Regions from separate parts of the Sus scrofa genome. Here region 1 is linked to region 2. Evidence: chromatin contacts called from public Hi-C data. All regions are on one chromosome and are shown on one strand. Each heading gives the region's core, a stretch centred on a gene start, on an enhancer-like site or on the middle of the called end of the contact. The rest is flanking DNA. Distances are from core to core; before and after follow the strand shown.

Region 1 (3,493 bases), core at 691-3,190, 740 kb after region 2:
AAGGGAGGGAGAGAGAAAGGGAGAATATATCTTGGTTTCCAAACACTTTCCAGTTCCTGGTTCCACTACAACTTAAGCACTGAGTGCCCTTTCTGGCCTAAACCAACAAATAAATTCTCCACTTTTTATTAAGCTTTGACCAACAACATTTATAAAGTCTAACACAGGTCTTGGAAAAGTTTTCATCAACAAAATAATCTTAGAGGAGGAAAAGTGGTATGCATCTGTTACTACACAGAAATTAAGACGACATTGCAGATAAAAATAAATTTAACTACAAACCAGTATTCTCAACCCACTGTAAACCTAATGCATGAACTTACACAGGTGAGGCTCAGGCCTGGTTGTTTCAAAAGGTCTACAGGTGTTAAAAGCTCTACAGCTGAGGCTAAGACACTAAAACCCTCACATTTATCAATATGAACTCTCTTTACCTACTATCAGGGTCCTCCGTATATAAACTAGTACAGGCATAAAATTCATTAATATGCTTTTCTCTTTACTGAGAATGAAATAATTTTTGAAACAGCAGGCGGGGAAAGGTAGGCATTATTCAAACCGAAACAATTTCCCTTTAGATCAGAACCATGAATACATTCTTTTGCTGATGTACACCATACCAGCCAGGTAACCAGCCAATATCCTTCCACCGCTTCTCATCGCTCTCCTAAAAACAGTCACAAACATAAACTGAATCTTTTACCTGATTCCCCTTTCCTTCTTATTCCGAAAAAGTAACCCTAAAACATGTCTGTATTGTGCAAATTAGTTGTGGTTAACTTAATTTCAAGTTCCTATTCATCTCTTGACACTTTTTTTAAATCAGGGTGTCCGTCCTTAAGTACCCCATTTATGTCGCCAGTAATTCAGCGATCCATAAAAATTCTGGCTCGTTTATGACAGTTTTGTCTCAGTTGAGGACTTTGAAGAAGATTATCAGCCCCAGGAAAAATATCTTTTCCGTTCTAACCCCAACAGCTCATTTCAAACCTCTACTATACAAAGGTATCAACAATAAAGTTATGACCTTGTTCTAGGACTAGGAAGGAAAATTGTTCAAGAGCAAAAAACAAGTTCACAAACAAACCTCATGACAGCACGGACTTCTGCCGATTTCTTACCATAGCACTAAGAAAACAGCAAGGTTTAAGGTCGATTATTGAAGGCAGGGTCCCCAAAAGACCATGCTTCTCTCTATGATGTTGAGGAAGCACTGGTGGGAGGAAGGGGCCTTTCTCGTGACAGATCTGACTGAACGGTAGCATCAGCCATCGATGAGAAAAAATTCCTAAAAGCAACTTCACGTTTCAGAAAACAGCCTCCCACCGAGTAGCCCGTAGACTTAGGAATCACCAGGGACACGTACACCCCTCACGAAGGTGGAAAAGCAAATCCTGCTCCCCACCTCATCCCCTAAAATAAACGGTAAGTCGGGTCCCCAGGAGCGCCTTCCCCAGGGCCCCTGCCCCCGCGTGCAAGGTGTGCGGACCCCTGGCGGGACCCCACTGGCCCGCTTACCCTGGGCCCCAGGCCCGCCGGCCCGGCGCTACGCGGGCGTCCTCCGCCGTCTCTCTCCCCTCCCCCGCCCGCTTGCGCTCTCGCTCCGACGCGGGCCCGGGCCCGGGGCTCCGCCAACCGGTCCCCTCGAAACAAGAAGGTGGCGGCCGGAGACGCTGCGGCTCCCCGGTTTCCCCTCCCCTCCCCCGCGGCCTCCGCACTCCACTCCCGCGCCCCCGCTTACCCTCAACTCCTCGAAATCCGCCATTTTATACCACCCGCGGGCGCCGCCGCCGCTGCCGCCACAGCACCCCCTCCCGCTGCCGCCAACGAAGCCGCCGCCACCACGGCCGCCGCCGCCGCCTCCAGCACCATCCTGCACTGGGCGCCGCTAAAGACGCCGCGGCTGCTGCCGCCGCCGCCGCCGCTGCCGCCGGGCGCGTCACGTGACCTGCGCCGGAGCTCCACCCCCTGCGCAAGCGGCCCCGCCCTCCCGGCGCCCCGCCCACCGGCCCACCGCCTTCCGCCCGGGTCTTCCGCCCGCCTTCCCAGTGAGCTGCGTTAGGCTTGCCTGGATCTTCCCCTTTCCCCCTCAGCGTGTCGGCCTTCCGCAGCCTTTCCGTGCCCCGCCTCAGCGCGTGGATGCTCCTCTTCCCCACGCGAAGGCCCAGCCCGACTACCTGAAGCGCCGTCGCGACTGCAGCATTACCGGCGGGCCTGTAGGAGGGAGTGATGGAGAGAAAGAAGAGGTGTCTTTTCCCACGGTGGCGTGGACTGGGGGAGTACCCACAAATAAAGCCATCCCCCAGAGTAGTTGTGGTGGAACAACCCATGGATGTTGACTAAGCTCTGGTTCTGAGCTAATGGTGCGGGATTGGTGAGACCTCTTTGGGTTGCTAATATCTTCAAAGTACTAACCTGGCTAGTTCTCTCTGACTTTGAAGGGCGACTGAATGTCAAAGACTGCAGAGTCGAGAGGGTTGGGGCAGAGAGGTTGGAGAAGTGAAATAGGAGAGCAACTTGAAAGGCCCTGATAGGAAGTCGAAGGGTCAGGGAAATCAGATAGCTGGGAAAGATGAAATGTCAAAGGCAGAGCGGATGGAAGGAAGTTTCTCACAGCACCCCTGACGTGCTGACAAAGGATGAGAGAAGATGCTGAGGCAAGCTGGTCAAAAAATTCGCTGGACCAAGGACAGAGTTGAAATGTGCTTTGAGAAGTGGCTCCCATTTAAGACACTTAATGTTGATCCCTGGGCCAAGAAGAGTTTCCCACTCTACCTCTTTGCCTAACTCCTAGTCATCCCTCAGGACTCAGTTTTAGTATCATTTCTTCAGGAAGACCTTCCCTAAACCCTCATGCCCCATTTTAATTCAGAGAATCAACAGTATCTAGAATAGGTTCTGATTCTGGTTCTCCACCATTAACGTTATGGTCTTAGGTTGATTTAATCTTGGTTTATTCTCTTTAGGTCTTAACTTCCACCTCAGTGGCATTTTATATTGTTCGACAGACATTAAATGAAGGCTAGGAGCTTTAGGGGAATATAAAGATGAATAGGATAAAATACAGCCCTTCCACCAACCCATAAGAGGTACCAACTCAAACATAAAACCATAAGAGGCAGAGCTGCACGGAAACTGTTTGAAGTGTTCGTTGTAGGATTGGGTAGGTTTGACTGCAAAGAGTTCTGGGTGCTGCCCTACACTGACCTAAGTCAATAATAACTATGCCCCCTTGCTACAGTAATTAGATCAGAACTGTACCTATAAATGCAACTACTGCAGGACATTTCCAGGTCAGTTAGATCAAGTACAGGGTGTGCCTCAAGGTAGGCAAATGATGTAGACCAGTAAGTGTCTGGGACATTTATTCAGGAATTAGAGTTAAGGAGACTTTCTGGCATGTGGAATAGTGTAGCTATTTTGCAACGAAGAGGGGCCAACCTGAAAACCAACACATTTCCTAGGTAAGAATCATCAAAAAATATCAATTCAC
Region 2 (3,454 bases), core at 518-3,017:
CTGTGCTCCTTTGGGGCTTCCCCCTGCTGTGGTCAGCATGGGGTCAATGCTCTCCTTCCTCTGCATGTGTTAGCAGGCCAGGACATCCGCTTTCTGCTTGTCTTGACCAGAACACTCCATAGAAGTCTGGTGAGAACTTTGAACCCCGCTTCCCTGTTCATGTTTTACAAGTGAGGCCCAGGACTTACCGTCGGGGCTCAGTGGTTAACGAACCCGACTAGTATCCATGAGGACTTGGGTTCGATACCTGGCCTCACTCAATGGGTTAAGGATCTGGCATTGCCATGAGCTGTGGTGTAGGGTGCAGGTGTGGCTTGGATCCTGCGTTGCTGTGGTTGTGGTGCAGGCAGACAGCTGCAGGTCTGATTCAACCCCTCCTGGGAACTAGCTGTAGGTGTGACCCTAAAAAAGCAGAGGTGCGGTGGGAAGGGGAAGGGACTGACAGCCATGAGCTTAGTAGTTAGTTCTCTGCTCTTTTTTCTTCTGAAAGAGCCTGAGCTCTTGTCAGTACCCCACAACCTCTCAAATTTCTTGAGGACTAAGGTAGCAGGGAAATAAATGAATAAATGATGAATGAGTGAAATAACATAGACAAAATGTTTATCTGGCACATGGTATGTTCTCAGTGAATTTTAAGGAGGCAGTTGGTGGTAGCAGTTAAGAATGCTGGCTCAGGGAGTTCCCGTTGTGGCTCAGTGGTTAACGAATCTGACTAGGAACCATGAGGTTGCAGGTTTCATCCCTGGCCTTGCTCAGTGGGTTAAGAATCCGGCGTTGCTGTGAGCTGTGGTATAGGTTGCAGATGTGGCTCGGATCCCCGCGTTGCTGTGGCTCTGGGGTAGACTGGTGGCTACAGCTCCCATTAGACCCCTAGCCTGGGAACCTCCATATGCCGCGGGTGCGGCCCAAGAAATGGCAAAAAGACAAAAAAAAAAAAAAAAAAAAAAAAAAAGAATGCTGGTTCAGGAGTTGGGCTGTCCGTGCCTGCCACTTACTGATGTGTAACCTTGGGCAGGTCACTTTACCACTCTGCCTGTTCCACTTTTGTCCCTGGGGGCCAGGAAAACCACCAAACCCAAAGAGTTGGGAGGATTAAAGGAATGAATCTGATCAGATGCATAGCACAGTGCCTTGCACACAGTAGGTATCCAAAGAAATTAGGTATTATTATACAATTATTTTATCAGTTAATTCATTTAGTCAGGGATGGAAAATTGTTTGTAGGAAGTCAGCATAAATGAGTGAACTGGGGGAGCTTAGGGGCCTGATCTCAAAGGGAGACAGATGTTAAGGGGAGTGTGAAGCCAGCACTGTGATTTTCAGAATCTCCTCTTGGGAAAAGTCATCCCAAGTCCCAGCATGGCTCTTGAAAAGGTAAATATCTTTCATATTTTCTCCTGAAGTCTTTGTGTATTCGTTTATTTGTCAAAACCCCGCTTTTAGGGAGAGCAAGCCCTTGACCAGATCTTGGGTTGTGAGGTTTGTTCTCAGCACTTTTTTCTCCTCCTTAAGCCCTGTACCCTCCAGGTGGGCTCGCTCCCACTTCACCTTTCTGCCGGGTCCCACGTCCAGCTCGGTTTCCTGGACCCCAGATCTCGACGAAGGGCTTCGAAAACTCAAAGCGCAATCGGGAGTGACTTGGCAGAGGTGGAATTTGGGGGCGTCGGCATCGCACGTAAGGGCGGAGCGGGATCTCCCTGGCGAACCTTGTCTCACCAGCAGGTGGCGATCTATCTGCAAGGCGTGCAAGGTTCATCCAGAAACTTGAACGGGATGTTGATGCCACTGCACGAGAGAGGAGCACAGCCGAATCTCCCCTAGCCGAGCTGCGAAAAGGTGGGAGAGAAGGGAGCGGACTCCCTCCTGGAGTGACTCAAGGATTTAGACGCCACGAGCTTCCTTCGGCAAGGCTTCAGGAAAGGTGAGTCCTGAGCAGCGCACGGGAAAGGGAGCGCAGTCCTTTTCTTAAGGCATCGTCCGTGACTTGTATTGACTGGCTTTCCGACCCTCTGGGAAAGACATTTCTCGAAGGGAGCTGCCTGAGCAGATGGAGGGAGCGCGGGAAAGAAACCCGGGAAGCCAGTGCCCGCGCGCCCGGCGCTCTGCAAAGGGAGGAGAACGGGTCGGCTCCCTCCAGATGGCGCTCTCTGGCTTTCTCTAGGCCTCCCGCTCCTGTCCCTAGAGGCCCCCCGCCGCAACGGCCGCTCTAGCCGACCGGCGCGGGCTCTGTGGTTCCGGGCGGAAGTGAGGCGCCGAACGGAACGGCCTCTGGTGACATTTTCTCCGGGCGGCGCGGACGAGTGAAGGGACTTGGTGGTGGAGGCTGCGGAGGCGGCGAGATTCTCTTTGGCCCCGGCAGGGCTCTGGCCACTGCCCTCTGTTCGCCGCCGGGGCTTGTGCCGAGAAGGTGAAGGCGGCGGTGGCCGTCGCATTCCGAGTCGCCGAGGCCCGGAGGGACCCGGGGGGTCGGTGCGTGCCCCGACGGGGCGCGCGGAGCGGGCGAGGAGGTGCGGAGCCGCCGCGGGGCGCAGGTGAGGCGGGAAGGGGCGCAGGGCCGGAGCGGCTGCGTCCCGGGGAGGGCTCAGTTTGAGTCGGAGGGGTGCGGGCCGCGGGCGAGGTTTTGCGGCGTCCGGGCGCCGGGGTCTTAGCGTTTCGGACGTGGCGGGAGGCGCGGCCCGGGAGGGGGCCAACGAGAGGGGCGGAACAGCGGGACCCCTTGCTCTCCCGTCGGTCAGTGACCTTCGCGTCCTCCGGGCCCGGCGGGTTGGCCGGCGGCGCCTCCCTCCCTTTCCCGGACCAGGCGGGTCCCTTTCCCTGGCAGCAGAGAGGAGGATGGAAGTGCTGCAGCCGGTGGGCCGCGGGCCGGAGAGGCTTCGCGGCCCTGGAGTTGTCTTCGTGCAACTTTCCGGCGCCCCGGGCCGCCGGGGAAACGGCGGCGGCGGCTGCTCTGCCAACTCTGCCAGCCCCGCGAGCTGGAGTCTGGCGCCGAGACCCGCCGACTCCCGAGAGCCCCGGTGGCTGCCCCTGCGCCGTGACTGCGGAGGCCTAGGAGGAGGGAGGATGGTTTTCTCCGGCTTGGCGCCGCCTGCGTCTCGGCGCTTCCTCTACCTTCGGTCGGCAGACGCCTTCGGTCAATGGGAGGGATGTGTCAGTCTCCCAAATTGACCTCTCCTGGCAAGTTTGTCAACTTTATTTAGAAAACCCGGCGAGGACGTAAGCTGACCAGCCTCAACTTAAAGATCACAGACTTCTCGGACTCTCTCAGGAAGGATCCTCTCTTTTCAAAGCCCCGTAGTGCTTTGTAGTTGATTTCTTATATCGCTGATCTCGGTGTATTGTTGGGGCAACAGCCCTCAACGGAGGCTCACGTCATTCATGCTCCCTTTTAAATCATCTCCGCTGTCACAGAATAGATGCTCGCAGGTTGAAGGAATGAACGCCTGTACTTGTTCTC

What was found. Hi-C and Micro-C count contacts between places; a contact is called where the count stands out from the background.
Region 1: a contact with region 2 is called in a Hi-C map of liver, with 7 times the contacts expected there. The contact joins the promoter of PIAS2 here to the promoter of C1H18orf25 in region 2. A contact is called at or near these places in 2 of 47 Hi-C or Micro-C datasets (heart right ventricle and liver).

Annotation. Positions count from the first base shown.
Region 1 is chr1:96,543,840-96,547,332 of Sscrofa11.1, forward strand. It overlaps PIAS2 (E3 SUMO-protein ligase PIAS2), which reads right to left and starts at 1,941. Exons shown (of 14, transcript XM_021092649.1): 1 at 1,742-1,941. The coding sequence starts at 1,765.
Region 2 is chr1:95,806,957-95,810,410 of Sscrofa11.1, forward strand. C1H18orf25 reads left to right here and starts at 1,768. Exons shown (of 5, transcript XM_003121416.6): 1 at 1,768-1,921.